Regions from separate parts of the Mus musculus genome. Here region 2 is linked to region 1. A link is a contact called in public Hi-C data. All regions are on one chromosome and are shown on one strand. The core of a region is the stretch at or near the end of the contact, and the rest is flanking DNA. Distances in the headings are between cores, read along the strand shown.

Region 1 (4,167 bases), core at 307-2,806:
GAATTAGGACAGTAAATTAGAACGAGTAGCAGGTGAGCTTGGGTCATACATGACATTTAGGGCATACCAGACTCCAGGCAAGGGCAAAGCTCACTGCCTGGCGCCATGTCCCTGCATATAGAGTCCCTTCTACTATGTCTCTTGGCAAACCTGAAATCCTTTTCGATATCTGTACCTAAAACTATGTGTCTTGATGTAAGAGTCCTTTTTCTTTTCATGGACTCAAAACAAATGTTTCTTGACAGGAAGAAAATCCCTCCCAAGAACAGGTCTAGTAAATTCTAGGTAGTTCTTATACAATCTACTGTGTTATCCACTCCAACTTAAAAATGTTAAGTGTAGCTTACAGAATCCAAACTACCTGTTAAAATACTCACACTGAAACTACTATACATCTTTACACACTAGTTGGCCAGATTCCCATTAGCTCCTATTTGCAGAAAAGCAATGGGGTCTGAATTCTGAGGAAATTCTTCTGCCAATATCATCAAACTCAAATCAAGTTTCTCGGCCCAAATGTGATTTTCTCTCACATAAAGAAATAACAATTTTAATGGTTTATATCTAATACCTATAAATATAACAATCATAAAATTAATTAATCTTTCATTATTGGGCCCCAGGGTCATGCATGAAGTCCAAGCAGAAGACATTGACTCTCCTGGAGTCTATCTCATTGAGCTACTGGCCCACAGCAGAGCAAACCCAACATGGCTGTGAAGTATTCATGGGTCTGGTGTTATTAGCCTTAGCATGTCAACTGCCCTCAGAAACAAATTTTGGAAGGTCCATTTTAAATCCGTGTCAATTCTTGGAAACTTGAAAGACCTGATCTGGATCCGCTGTTGATTTGAAAGAAACAGGGGCTAATGAGTTCAGTGAGGCATCTCCATCGGAAGTGGGTGTGTCAGGGGGGAGAGAGAGAAGGTATCAGGCCCTACGCACCTCCCTCCTATACAGTATAAATGAATCACAGCCGCCAGAGGGTCAGCCCTAGTTCTTCCAGCCATTTGATAAAATTTCCAGGAGCCGTGTCTCCGAGAGAAAACTCCATTAAAAGTTTATCTCAGGATTACATTTATAAATTATGTTTTGTCTCAAAACATAAACCAGACTCTTGGACAAATTTTCCTTATTTTAGAGTGCAACCCCGCAATGTCAGACATGGAGAATGCAAAGAAAGGGCAAGGAGATGGGGAGGAAGGAGTTAATGCCTTTAGAATTCGGTTTCCATCATACATGGGTGACTATCTCTTTAAATAATTTAAATCCTCTCCATCAACTACAAAGCTGTTTTGAAGCCATTTAGCTTTCTTCTTTACATGTGTTCTAATTAAGAAATGACCTTGTCATCACGCACACCAGAAATCCGGGATTATTTCCTACAGCAAAAAATTCACAAAGCCTCCCCCCCCCCCAAAAAAAAAAGAGAGTAGAGGTGGGGGGAGGGGAGAGAGACTTCTTCCCCAGTTCCCTCACTGAGGAAGTTGTTGGTTGGCTGAATGCTGAAGCAGTTCCACCGCATAATTTTTTTTCTGTTGTTGTTGAATGTCACAGGGCGGGTTAGAGTGACCTTGAGCTGCATCAGCGGCTCAGCAAGGGTCGAGATGCCTGCAGGCGCCCTTGTACTGGATTTGCAAGACAAAAACCTTCAAACTGGCTGAAGGACATCTTAAATCTCTTCAAAGGTTTCCCGAACTAATCTGGGCTGCTCTTAGCAGGATCAGCGCCAGTATGAGAAGCAAAATTAAAAACAAGGTCTTTGACAGGATGCTGTCTCCTCTTAACCCTTCCAGAGCAGAACAGAAGACGTTACAAGCACTCTGGAGAGATGGCTTACCTAGAAGCACTCTTTCATAACAAATTATGTAAGCAAGAAATCACAAAAAGAAGGGAGGGGGGAACTATTAGTCCTCAAAAGTAAACATTCCTTCCGTTTTATTTATAATGAATTCAAGCTGGGTATTTTTTTTTTCCTTGACTATACTTTAGTGTCATGGTGATAAACCTGAAAACTACAGCTATATCTTAGATTTGCAGCACTGTAAAAATCAAATCACTCCATCGACACGAATCTAGGACTTTCAGTGTTTGAAAAATAAGCTCTGGGCTGGTTAAATCGAAGACCAGGTACGATTGCATATACCTTGCTAAAGTGACAATCAAATAGTATCATGTGACTAGAAACAGACCTGAGAAGGACCTGAGAAGAACCTGGTAAAGCTAGCTCAGTGCTGTTTGCTGGGAGAGGCAAACGTGCCCTTTTCCACACTGTTCTCAGCATCTCCATCCATGTATAGGCCAAAAGAGAAAGAAGAGCGAGGCAGTTGAGGCTTCCTTGCTATGGTTTGAGTGTGACACCCCCAGACTTATGTGTTAGAGCCTGCATCCTCAATTTCATCCACTAATGGTACTAACGGGATGGAATGATGTCATAAAGGTGTGGCCCCTATAAAGGAAGAAATTAGCACTTAGAATGGCAGGTCTCTGAGTGCTCTCACTGCGCAGTATCCCCTGCTATCCAGTGATTCTTAGGATGTACCATGCAGCCTTCACCAGACACCAAGCAAATGACTGCACAGTGCTCCCAGACTGCTCAGTACCGAGAAACATGCATTCCTCTTCCGGTACTCAGCCTTGGGTATATTGTTAGAGCAGCAGAAAACAGACTAAAGAGAGGTAAATGTTTGGCCTTTCCCAAAGCAGGGCCTTTGGATTTCAATGCAGGAGCTATAGTAGGCAAGTTTGAAAATAATTATTCTAAAACCAAACAATACAAAATGATAAAAACAAAAACAAAATAACAGAGTGGGGCACAGTAGTGCACACCTTTGATCCCAGAACTCAGGAGGCAGAGGCATGGGGATCTCTGTGAGTTCCTGGAAGCTTGGTCTTTAGAGCTTGGAGGTCCAGGACATCCAAGGCTATACAGTGAAACCCTGTCTGGGAAGAAGAAAAAAAAAAACAAAAACAAAAAACAAAAACCAACAATGACAAAACAAACAAATAAACAAACACACCAGCTCTAGCGCTCAGAACACAGTTTCATGAAGTAAACTGGGTACTGTTGTGACTGGACTGTGAGATGGCTCAGTAGGTAAAAACAGCTTGCTGCACATGTTATCTACTTGAGTCTGGTTCCTGGAACCCACATAAAGCTAGAGAGGGAGAACCCAAGCCAAAGTTGTCCCCTGACCTGCACACCCCATCCCAGGATTAACAACAACAACAACAATAGCAACAAGCGAGTAGTTAGCAGAAGCAAGAAGCAAGGAAATTATTTCCTCTCAGAAAACAGCATAAGTAAGTTCAGGACTCTACTGAACCTCAACCACATCTCCACTCACGAGAATTCAGCTATGTAGTTGTAAAACACACGCGCTCAGGGCTGTAATACCTAGCAAGTTCATAACAGCACTGTGCACCGCACATCTTTTCTTTGTTCTCTGTGCAGAGAGAGAGGCAGGGAGCTGATGCTGCTAAGTGCTAAGCTGGAAGCATTCATTCATTTGGCAAGTGCCCTGGACACACCCAAGTAGGGATGACCTAGGTTTTGGTTATCTGCGTGTGCAGATGGTGAGAGAGGTGGCGGCTAAAGATGGAGACAGCCCACCACAAGAAAATGACCACATTCTAGGTCAGAGCAACGGATTTGCAGGCAGAGCAGAGCTGGGGTGACACAGGAAGGGGTAGCTATTTATTGTGACTGGAGATTAAGCTAACAATGCTCTCAGCTCCAAGGACTTTTGAGTCAAGGCCACACCAAGGAGCTTAGGCCTTTATCTGGTGGGAATGCATGGTTTATAGGAAAAGATATGATTAAAGGGATGTTTTAAAAAAACAAAACAAACAAAACAAAAACTGTGGGGTTGGTGATGGTTTGGGGAGAGGATGTGGTAGACCAGTTGGTGCAAAGAAGAAGTCAAGAGTCAAATGAAGGTGTGGGCAGCCCAGTTCAACACAGCTCAGAAAATAATACAAATGAGGACTGAACATTTAGGAAGCAATTTGTGGAACATAAAGAGTGCTACAAGATAGATGTTAATTAACAGCAAAAGATGAAAATAATATAATTACATTTCTAGCATAGGTGTATAAAATACTGTGTTGATATGATCTGTCTGAAATTTCAAGGAAAACAAAAATTCCAGTAGAAATAAGAATTTG
Region 2 (4,177 bases), core at 1,577-4,076, 460 kb after region 1:
ACACATATGCTGGCGTCAATTAAGTTGCTATGGAATAGGGTGCTATTTCTATCGTAAGACATTTATTTCAAATTAATTTTCACACCACATAAACATGCCTTACTGTACAGAACATTGGACTAAACGCAAGCAGGAGATGAAGCCAGTTCGACTTAACTAAGCCAGGCTGGCCAGCATGTGCCTGAGGAAAGAGGAGAAGGAAAGAGGAGAGAACAGAAGGTTTAATCGAAGTCACTGAACACCTAGAAAAAAAGAGCTATTTTTGCTAAGTTTAGGGGACTAAAAATATGGAATGCACAATTAAACTTGATTTTCAGATAAATAAAGCACAATTTTTAAGTTAAATATGTCCGCAATGTTGCAATAGATAAATTTGCATTAACACTTATCCATTGCTTGTTCTATATTTTATTGGGCAACCCTAAAGGAAGGTTCCCGTGGGAGAAACGTAGCCTACATCGGATGCCAACGGCCACGTGTCCTCCTTGAATAAACCGGCCAGCTCCTCCTGAGCCGAAGGAGATGATTAAAATTGAGGCCACTTTTGCTCACTGCTCAGTACTGACAAGCTATTGATAGCCAGGCATGGCCAAATTCTCATTAGTTTCCAAAAGTCAGGAACTACATTTAGAAAAAGCCACTTGCTTACAGTGAGGTTGTCTCTCAGGTAACCTCAAGTACCGGGAATGCAGCTGAACCCAGGAAGCAAGGTGGGGAAAGGCCTCTGAGGGCTCAAAATAGAAATCACATGCAAACGCTCAGGTTCTTTTCTTAGAGAAGAGTCCCTTAGACCTGCACTCAGGCTAATTTTTGCTCTCAGTAAGTCGTCACCCGAGCCCATTTGGTTGTTTAATATGGAACCCGCAGAGACAGAAAGAAATTACCAACTCGGCAGAATGGCTAGGCACAGTACAGATGAGCCCCACATGGAAGAAAATCTTAAACAGAGCCCCTCCCACTCACCCCACCCCATCCTCCCCTCGACACCTCCACATACACACTGTGCAAAGTAATCTACAGAAAAGTATTGAAGAAGCTATACTAAAATGGTATCAGTCATTATTTCTTTTTAGTGTGTGTGTGTGTGTGTGTGTGTGTGTGTGTGTGTGTGTGTGTGTGCATGTGCACACATATACATGGAACCAAGATGTTCCCCTCAGAGGTTGTTCCTAGGAACTAGTCAACCTTGGTGTTTTGAGACAGGTTTTCTCACAGGGGCCTGGGGCTCACCACTTATGTTGTGGTCTGGCTAGTGAGGCCCAGAAATCTGCCCGTGTCTACCTCCCCAAGCAATATGACTAAAAGCCTTACTGTTTCTGGTGTTTTCTTACCAGTTTCTCCTACTAGATTATACACTCGATGAGGTCAAGATTAGTGTATTTGAAGCCTTGAGCCACTAGTAAGTCTTGCAATATGTAGAACACTAATGCTGAGTGGATATTTGTTGTAAAGTCGGTGGAAGTCAAAATGCATAAAACTTCCCTGCTCCTACAGGCAGCCGGGAAGACAAACGTCCATCTCTCATGCCACTGTCATGTCAGGCCAAGGGTGCAGTCCAGTCTGCTTTGATCATTGTTATCAGAGTGTACTCTGAACCAGTGAATCAAATTATCACCAGCCTTGATTCTGTGCTTGGCAAAACACAGAAGAGAGTTATTCAGCCCTTAAAAGTTACTTTTACAATAGCAGATCTACAATCACCAGAGATGGAGAGAAAGGAAATTACCAACTAGACAGAATGGTTTGGAGTATGGATGAAGCACATGAAAGAAAAATCTGTAACATACACATACATGTACAGATGCACGCATGAAACACATGCACATACGTAGACAAGAAGACGCAGAAATGGAAGTTTGGAATTAAGGTGACTGAATATGTAGAACACGATGACAGCTAAGTTTAGGGAATAAAGATACAGAAAACCCCATTAAAGTTGAATTTCAGATAAATGATACCTAAGTCTTTGCTATGATTATGTCCTCAATATTGTGTTAGATATAGTCACCTTATGTTGATTTCACATGAAATCCTCCAATTTCTCAAAGGTCTGGTTGACCAGTAAACTAAAGTGAAGATCTAGATAGTACACCGATCATCACTGTTGCACAGATAAAAGCTACCTGTGTTAGTTGAGAAGGATCTTGTCTGTGCACTAGACTACAGCCTCAATATGTAATGATTTATATGGCTGTTATGATCCATATTCATCTTTACCAGTAAGTTTAAAACTGTGAGATATCCAAACTGTTCTTTTTCATTGTTTTGAGTAGCATATCAAATAAAGGGTTTTATTGTGGACTTACACACACACACACACACACACACACACACACACACACACACAGAGAGAGAGAGAGAGAGAGAGAGAGAGAGGTTGATCAGACTTCTTCATTTCTATGACCTCTTCTTGTCCATATAAATAATTTTTTCAAAGACCCTCCTGTCAGTCCTACAAGGAGGTTCAAGGACTGACCTAGAACTCCAGATTTTTCTAATTAACATTTGCAAATAGAATCCATCTCTCTCCCTTTCTAATGAGTTGGAGTAACACTCATTTGTATTAGAACTATGGGCTCTGTAAACAGAACTATGAATTACTGCACAGCAGACACGAGGCAGAGTTGTCTGACCAGAACTCTGTGATTCAGCAGCTATTATTTTTGTCCTGCAAATGAGTTTGAAGCACATTTTAGAGACTTGGAAGGAATTCTTGATGTGGGACAACAGTGTTGATTTCCCACCATTGTATTACCGGGAAGCAGCCTCCCGGCTTGCCCACAAAATGCACTAGGGCCTGCCAGCAGAGTCCCTTAACCCCAAGAGGCAGCTTTCCAAAGCTAAACTGCACATTAGGGCATTTTTTTCACTACAGTCAAGTACTGGAGCAGATGAGCCACAGGCTAAATTCATCCAGAGATGGCTTTTTGTGTTGTTAGTCAACGGATTTAGTTCCCTTTCAGCGTGCATTACGTTAAATTGGTGGTAAAGCTACCTAAGTCATCTCACAGTTCTTTTCCCTTCCCACCTCCTGGAGTTAACACAGGGAGAAGGATAGACATTAAATAGAGTGAAGTGGACTCAGTTCAATGCAAACAGCAGGAAAAGAAGTGGAGAGGTAGCAGATAAGTGTTAATTCCTGGATAATTTAAATACATGGGCACGGTTTTTGCAAATAATGCAAAGCGCCCTACGAACAACAAACCTAAGGTGTTTGGCTCTAAGGCATAGAAAAACTCTGGAGCAAATAACTTCACAGAAGATTGGAATAAGGTTTTAATTTTTCAATTAAATATATTTCATTAATCCTTTGAGAATGTCTTACATACATATACTATATTTTCATCGTATTCACCATGATTCCTCCCCTCTATCTTCTCTTACTTCAATTTCCCTTCCAGTGTCATTGTGTTCTCTTCTCTTTTTCTCACTGAGTGGGATTTATTTGACCAATATACTCATGAGTGTGGTGTGGGACCATCCAATGAAGCATGTTTAATCTACCAAGGGCCACACCCCTAAATAAACCTGACTGTAACTACTCCAGACACCTTCAACTCTTAATAATGAGTCATCTGTAAGTAAGGGATCATCGTACCTTTCCCAATTCCTACCTGGATTGATTTTGTGCAGGGCTTGTACGGACAACCATAGCTCTTATGTGTTCATGAGTGTAGTGGTTCTGTTATTCTGTTCCAATTCCCTGAGTCTTCTGCCCCTTGCAATCTTTGACCTTGTCTTTCTCAATGGTCCCTGAGAGTGAGATCGATGTCACATTTGTAGATGAACAGTCCACAGACACTTTGACCAGTTGTGAGCTTCTGAGTTGACTGTTATCCACTATACAAAGAAACTTCTCAGGTGATATCTGAGAGTTGCACTAATTTATGAATACAGAAAGAAAACTTCAGATGGCAGTTTGACACTCTATCCAGTTAGCAGAAGTTTTATCCCGATGGTGTGTAAACTCTCTAACCATGGGTTCTTGGCTGAATTTACCAGGTGTGTGTTTCCTTCAGTAGACTGAGACTTAAATACAATCAGAAAATAATTGGTGATCTCCATTTCAACCATGTCACTATGGCAGTTATGGTTATGTTTTGCTGGGTGGGTTATCATCATAGCTTACGGAGTTCCACTGATGAGATTTTCCAAGGTATAAATTTTGAAATAGATT

The links. Hi-C and Micro-C count contacts between places; a contact is called where the count stands out from the background.
Region 2: a contact with region 1 is called in a Hi-C map of uterus, with 4 times the contacts expected there. The contact joins two enhancer-like sites. A contact is called at or near these places in 1 of 484 Hi-C or Micro-C datasets (uterus) and 2 of 115 datasets of contacts at active chromatin or transcription factors (embryonic stem cells and fibro-adipogenic progenitors).

Annotation. Positions count from the first base shown.
Region 1 is chr16:76,320,200-76,324,366 of GRCm38.p6, forward strand. All of the region lies in intron 3 of Nrip1 (nuclear receptor interacting protein 1), which reads right to left. Among named protein-coding and RNA genes, the nearest start is that of Gm30569, 22 kb to the left of the region's middle. Within about 2 kb of position 1,557, at least 78 of the 459 cell types and tissues checked have an H3K27ac peak or open chromatin away from gene starts, as enhancers often do. A contact at or near this core is called in uterus, where this site is marked.
Region 2 is chr16:76,780,090-76,784,266 of GRCm38.p6, forward strand. No RefSeq gene overlaps it. Among named protein-coding and RNA genes, the nearest start is that of Gm30790, 3.1 kb to the left of the region's middle. Within about 2 kb of position 2,827, at least 10 of the 459 cell types and tissues checked have an H3K27ac peak or open chromatin away from gene starts, as enhancers often do. A contact at or near this core is called in uterus, where this site is marked.